Regions from separate parts of the Rattus norvegicus genome. Here region 2 is linked to region 1. The links are chromatin contacts, called in public Hi-C maps. All regions are on one chromosome and are shown on one strand. Each heading gives the region's core, a stretch centred on a gene start, on an enhancer-like site or on the middle of the called end of the contact. The rest is flanking DNA. Distances are from core to core; before and after follow the strand shown. Region 1 has its middle 50 kb from the start of Gse1. Region 2 holds the start of Gse1 (Gse1 coiled-coil protein).

What was found. A called contact is a pair of places that touch in the nucleus more often than the background predicts.
Region 2: a Hi-C map of liver shows a contact between it and region 1, with 5 times the contacts expected there. The contact joins the promoter of Gse1 here to the enhancer-like site in region 1. A contact is called at or near these places in 6 of 12 Hi-C or Micro-C datasets (Schwann cells, frontal cortex, kidney and 2 more) and 1 of 1 datasets of contacts at active chromatin or transcription factors (oligodendrocytes).

The regions. Positions count from the first base shown.
Region 1 is chr19:65,443,321-65,446,439 of GRCr8, forward strand. It overlaps a transcript of Gse1 not described here. Among named protein-coding and RNA genes, the nearest start is that of Gse1, 50 kb to the right of the region's middle. Within about 2 kb of position 1,576, at least 54 of the 93 cell types and tissues checked have an H3K27ac peak or open chromatin away from gene starts, as enhancers often do. A contact at or near this core is called in Schwann cells and liver, where this site is marked.
Region 2 is chr19:65,492,824-65,496,162 of GRCr8, forward strand. Gse1 (Gse1 coiled-coil protein) reads left to right here and starts at 1,837. Exons shown (of 16, transcript NM_001427026.1): 1 at 1,837-1,907. The coding sequence starts at 1,901.

The sequences.
Region 1 (3,119 bases), core at 326-2,825:
GGCAGCTTTCTCTACAGGTGGCTTCAAGGATGGCTCTTTTCAGGATGATTTCCCCTACTTAAGCAGGGGAAGGAAGGAGGGGTGCCCAGCCTATTGGGGGAGCATCCTCCCTCTGTACCCTGCCTGTGATTGGCCCATAATTACAGGTTTATTGCCTGTATAGCTATTGTGTAATGACATGTTTGCAAATTAATTTTTATGGCTCCTGCCATTAGCATATACAGTGGAGGAAGGTTTCGTATTAATTACTACTGTTGTTCCCGTAATCCCGGGGAATTAAAAACCAATAAAAGAGTGACAACACAAACTGATAGTTTAGGGTCTTTTAAAAATAGTTTTTATTCTTTTCCCCTAAGTACAACCAGTGCTTGTGAGGGGGCGGGGCACGGGGCGCGGGGGTGGGGGGGAATGTGTGAAGACCCTGGTCCCTCTTCTTTCATCTAGCCCACCAGGAAGAATGCAGGCAGGTGATGGATGCAATGACCTTAGACCCTCCAGTCCGGGCCTGTGTGTCCTCGCCTCACAGGCAGCCCCGGAAACAAAGGGCGGCAGCCTAGGGTCTGGCGCGACCTCTAGGGTCGCGCATAGCAAAGTGGCTAGAGGCCGGCAGCGGCCCCTTCCTGCAACTTGGGGCCCAGGCGCCCTCCCCGGGGCCGCGCGCGTCTGGTCTGCCGCAGAGGGGGTGCAACAAGGATAAGAAGGCTGGGCCCCCACCTCCCTCAAAGTGCCCTCCAGAGCTCTTCCCCTCCCCCTGGGGGGGGGCTTATTCTGCGAGTTACCTGAATTCACCGAGTTTATTCGGATCTCAAGGCCACTGGTTGTGGACCCCTGATGGGTGAGAAGGTTAGAGAGCCGTAGCAGCAACCCTAGCTAGGGGCGGCCGTGGTATCTACTGTGCGTACCTGCGGACTAGGACTTGATGATCTGGGGTCAAAAGGAGACCATTAGTGTCACGTAGTCCCAACCCCAGGTAGTCGCGCCACGGGAGTGGGGTGAGCTTCTGTAAAAGGGCTTGAAAAACAAACGGTCGCATCTCGATACTTGTTTTGCAGCGTGTGTTTAGTAGTAGGGGCTGGTGTGTGGGTAAATGGATGCTGTCTCTTTAAAATCGCTGGGCTGGACAATGAGCGCACAGGATGTGGTTTGGCGGCAGGGTTTTTTCCCCTTCGATTTGGGGAATTATCACTTGGGGCCTTCTTGAGCTGGTGTGAACGCGCAGCGGCTGGGGAGGGGAGATACAGGCGCCACACTAACGCTCAGTGCAGTCGGTCGTTTGCTTAAACCAAATTAGCCCGGCTCTCGTTACTATGGTGCAGCCGGGGCTTGCAGAGTCCCAGTAATAGCATTTATTAGGTCTGTTTGCCTGGAAGCATGCCTTCCCGGATCTGATAATGCCCGGGTGCAGGAGAGTGTGGGAGATGGTATCAAGCATTTGATTACACTTGCAACAGGGATTTTTAAGGGGTAGGGCGTGGGGGGGAGGAAAGGAAAGAGAGAGGCCAACCACTGGCCCTAGCTCTCCCGGGCGCGGTCTCTGCAGCCCGCTGCGGGCTGCACAAAGGGCGGCCCCGGCCTCCCCGGGGCACGGTCGCGGGGGGGAAGGTCGTGCTCCGGGCTCCCGCAGCTGTCAGACGTGGGTGGGGAGGAGCGAGGGCGGGCCAGCGGCCAGAGCGCAGAGTTGGGCAGCCAGAGGGGGGCCTGGCGGCGCCCGCAGCCGCCCACTGTTTGCAAACGGCCGGCTCCCGGGCAGAGGGGATCACCGTGCAGTCGGAAGCGGGAGCATCCGCCTGGAGCCCTGGGCACCGGGTCTGGTCCGTAAGGCTCTGAGGCAGCACACGGGCAGGTCGCAAGTGGGACTCTCTTCACCGCGGCGCTCAGCCGGGAGCTCCGGGAGGACGCGGCGCAGACGGAAGGAGCCGCCCGCCGCTGCGCCCCTTCCCTTTCGCTTTCATTAGGGGAGACAAATCTGCTGTCAGGCAGCCAGCTTTCCAATTTACCGATAATGATTCTTGCATGAAAATTGATCGAGGGGCTCTCCACCGCCGCGCGCTCTCGCCTCCCGCTCTCCTGCTCCTGCCGGCTGCGCCCCCGCGAGTTCCTCCTCCTCCTCTCCCTCCTCCCCACCCCCTCCGTCTGAGTCAGTGGTGGGACGCCGGGCGGGGAGATAACCAAAAAGGGGGGGGATGCTGGTAGTGAGGGGGGGAGGGGAGCCTGCCCTCACCAGCGAGTGTCCCTAGCCCAAGACTTGTTTGTCGCCGCCGCCTCTCCCATTGACGAGGCGAAATCTGCCCCCTCGGTACTTCTTGGCTGTTTGGGTATTAATTTTCTCCACCCCCAGCACCCCTGCTGAGCGCCCCCCTCCTCCTCTCCGCACCCCGCCCCTCCTCACCCAGTAGCTAAGGGGAAACGAAAACAAAGCCGATTTCTCCTTGGCAACCAGATGCCCCCTCCCGCCGCCCCCCTTCCTTTTCCCTTCTGGTTCTGAACGTGAAACCCTGTTGGAAACAGGTCTCTTGACCCTCGCCCTTGACATTCAAATGGCTGAATGGAGGCGAGATTGCTGTTCGCACGTCTTAGGGGGTGCTTTTTTTCTCTCCCCTTTCCTCTCTCTCTCTCTCCTGTCTCTTTTTCTTTCCAATGAGTAATCCCTAAAGACCTTAACCCCCCAATTTCATCACCCTCACCGCCCCCCTTTATTTTTCTCTCTCCTCTTCTGCTCTCCCGCCCTCTTCCCTCCGCCAGCTCCCCCTCCTTTTTTTTTTTTTTTAATTTGCATCTCAAGTCCAAAAGGCAGAAAATACACACGCGGCGAAGACGCCGGGCCGCCGTGGAGGCTCCGGCCCTTCCTTGGTCAATTACCTCACTGTGGATCTGCTCTGGCCGAGGTGGCCGAACCTGCCCGGGCGCTGGACGGAAAGGCAGCCTTTGATCATCTTGGAGAAGGAAAAGGAAAAAACACAAACTGGTTTCTACCCACGGCGCTCCGGGGATCGCTCTTCTGCCTTTATTTTATTGTTTTGGACATTTTTGAGCGCCGTGGCTTGGACGCTGGTTTTGTTTCATTGCTGGGCTTGATTTTTTTCTTTTTCCTCATTTCCTTCTTCGTCCCTCTCTGGCCA
Region 2 (3,339 bases), core at 587-3,086, 50 kb after region 1:
GTTGGACTAGCCCGGGAGGTTTTTCATTTTGTTTTTACGGCTCGAGGCCAGTTGTTTCTTTCTCCTGACACCTCCCAGTCCCCCCTCCCCCTCCTGCGTACGATTCCCAGCGGGTGAAGGCGCCTCCCCCCGCCCCCACTCCCGGGGAGCCGGGTGCATCCCGGAGGTCGCGAGCGTCGTAAACTTGCATAGGCCACGCTGCCGGGGGCGACGCGAACTAACGCGTGGACCAAAGGCCGCTTGGAACGTGTGTAGGGCCAGGGACCCGGTGGCCGCAGGTAGGAGCAGCAACTCAGCCTGCCCTTGCCCGCCCGTTTCCCTTGTCGTTTGTGGTCGGCCAGGGGCTTGTGCAAGACTGGCCCGGCGTGCGCCCCCGCCCCGCGGCATCGGCGGCTTCTGCTGGCGCGGGCCCCGAGCGCTGCCCGCCGCCGGCGTCATCGAGAACAGATGGACGGGGGGTGCTGGCGCCCGCGCTCGCTCCCTGCGCTGTCCCGGCTGGCGCGGGAGGGAGGAAGGCGGGGGAGGCAGCGCGCGCCTGCCGAGCACTGCGCGGGCATGTCCCGGGGCAGGTTTGGGGCTGGCACCGCCGTGGAAAGTTGAAACCCGCAGCGGCGCTGAGGTGCTCCCCCCGGGGAGGTGCAGTGGCCTCCAGGCTCGAAAGTATGAAAGCGGAGGATCATTAGAGAGCAGTGTAGAGAGGGCGGGCGGGGGAGACCCCGGGACCTCGCGACGACCTTGCCATCTCTCTGGCTGCTCCTTGCGCGCTTGGTCCGGCCGAGGGACCCAGCCGGGCTTGTCCTATAACCCCGCGCCTCCCGGGTGGTGGGAAGGGGACGTCCTGGGGACCGGTCGCGTTGGGGGCGGGGACGCTGGGGCCCAGTCCCTCTCCGCGCCGCCTGTGGGTGCCGAAGAATTTCAGGACGCTCCCTGAGTCATCCCGGTGAAGTGCCTGGGTGAGGTAGGGTGGGTGGGGGCATCAAGAATGGGAAGGCGGTGCGCTGGGGCCGGTGGCGCGGTGGGTTGTGCCAGTTTCTGGAGGCGGCGGCAGCGGCCTCGCCTCTGACCGCAACCCCAGCTACTTAATGATGCCCCTGGCGCAGCGGCGCCTCCGTGGACTTAAGCTTCTCGAACATGGGCTCTTTAAAGAACTCGACCCCCCCCCCCCCCGTGTGGCCTTCACAAAAATTTCTTAAAGATGGAGACTTTGCAAAACTTTGGGTCAGAGGCTCGTGGCCCCAGCTCTTAACATTAAATCCTTTAAAGTTGCGGTAATAGATCAGGCATCTTGGAGAGCGAGGGAGGCCAGCGGCCTATATTGTGTAGTCCCCTCCACTCAGCACAAGGAAAGTCCTCCTGAGCGCTGGGTTTATCCCTCCCCTCTCTTAGTGGGTGGCCAGGTGCCAGGCACTGTTCCAGGCGCTTGGGGAGGCGGCTTTGAGGCTCAGATATGGCAGGCGGAGAGGAGTGTTGTAAGCCACTCCTCTCTACTCTTGGGAGATGAGTGGCCCGCGAAGCCTCGAAGAGGTCCCCCTCGACTGTCCAGCCCGGGTCGCCAGGAGCGCGGGGGCGGCACCTACCCGGCGGGCTGTGACCGCGCTGGGTGCTCCGGGCGGTCCGTCGGTGCGCGCGCGTGCGCTTGCGGCTGAAACCCGACACCTCCCGCCGGCTGAGGTCAGGGCGCCGGGAGCGAGCCGGGGCCGGGGAGTGGGCGGCGTTGCGCTTGGGTGTGTCCTCAGCGGCGACAGCAGCAGGTGTTTCTTGGCCCAGGCCCCGGAAGCTCCACCTCCCCGAGCGGCCGAGCCGCCGCCGCACAGCCCCGGGTGAGATAAGCAGTTCAGACAAACCCGGGCGACGGTGGCTCCGGCATGTGTCAGGCGCGGCGGAGCAGCGGGGCCCTGGCATGAAAGGTGAGCGCGCGGGTAGGGGGGTGACGGGGGTTCCCTCGCTCTTCCCCTACCCAAGTTTGTGGGCTCGGGAGGGGCGCCAACGGCCGGTGCCAGGTCCCGCGGGTGCGAGGTACGAGAAGCGCGGGGCGCGCGGCCGACCTGAAGCCACACTCGCGGCTGCGCGCGCGCGCTGGGCGCAGCGAGCTCTGCGACCGCGGAAGTGCGCGGGGAAGTGTGCGGGGGCGGCTCCGGGGCTCGGGGTTGAAGCAAAACTTTGGATGGGGCGGGGGTGCCCAGGCAGGTGGTTGGATCGGTGTGGGGGACGCCTTGCCTGGGATGGCAGTTCAGGGGGCCTCCGCGACCCCGCCCGGCCCTTCCCGCTCCGCCTGGATGCGCCTCCCCGCCCCCCGCGGCCGCGCTGACGGCGAGTGGCCCGCCCGAGTGGAGCCGATTCAATTATATTGCAGCACCAGAGACACCTCGTCGCCCGCCGCCTCTCCGGCAGGCTAATTAAATTCCCTTCTTGGAGGCGGAGCGGGAGCTGGGCTGCCCTCCCCGCTGCCCGCCTCTCCGAGCGCAGGGAGGTGGAGGGGGCCGCTTAGGACTGCGAGGAGCAGGCTAGGGGCCGCAGATCTGGGTATCGGAGCCCGGAGCGAGCGAGGGGCGCCCCCGCGCACCTGCCACTCGTGGTGGGGGTGCCAGCTCGAGTTGGGTCGGTTTGGTGCTTGCAAACCAGCCTTTGTCTCCATGCGTTTAAAGCACACTAAACCCTTGCTAGACCCCTGCAGTGTCTTATCTGTCGCGGTTGGGGCCCACACAGGTTGGGGTTTGAAAACAAAAAGCGGGACCACCAAATGGAGGGGGGGCAAAATACAAGATCCTTTTGTAAAGGGGGCCGGAACAAAAGGCGCAGCCTCACTCTAGGAGGGAGCATCGGGCCTAAGCCGATTTCCAGCAAAGGGGACAAAGGCAGGAGGTCTTGGCTGGGCGCTTGGCAGTGTCTCAGTCTCTTGCCTGAGACTGTTTTACCCCCTCTTCCCTAGGAAGACAGGGCCCCCCCTGGCGAGCAGCCTTCCCTGGGCGTCCGTGTTACTTAAGCTTGGCTACTTAAGTGTTGCTCAGCCTGTGTTTACAGCCGCCCCCACCCGCAGGCGGGGAACCTGAGGCGCAGGCTGTGTCTGACTCAGCCGCTCAGTCGCCCCGCCACAGGTGAGGGGGGCCGGGGCACAGGCTCCGACTGGCAGCGTGTGTCATCTGCTGTGCTGGGTGTCACGCCCCACCGGGTGGACCGGAACAGGGTTGCTGGCAGGCTCACCCGATCGGGTTCTGCTGTGCAGAAGCAGCTTGCTCAACACTTCTCACAGGCACCGGGTCACGCCTGACCACCTCCTGGGGGGTGCCTTGATGGCTTGGTACAAGGTTGGCTTTTGTCGCCTGGTCTGGCAGCAGGAGC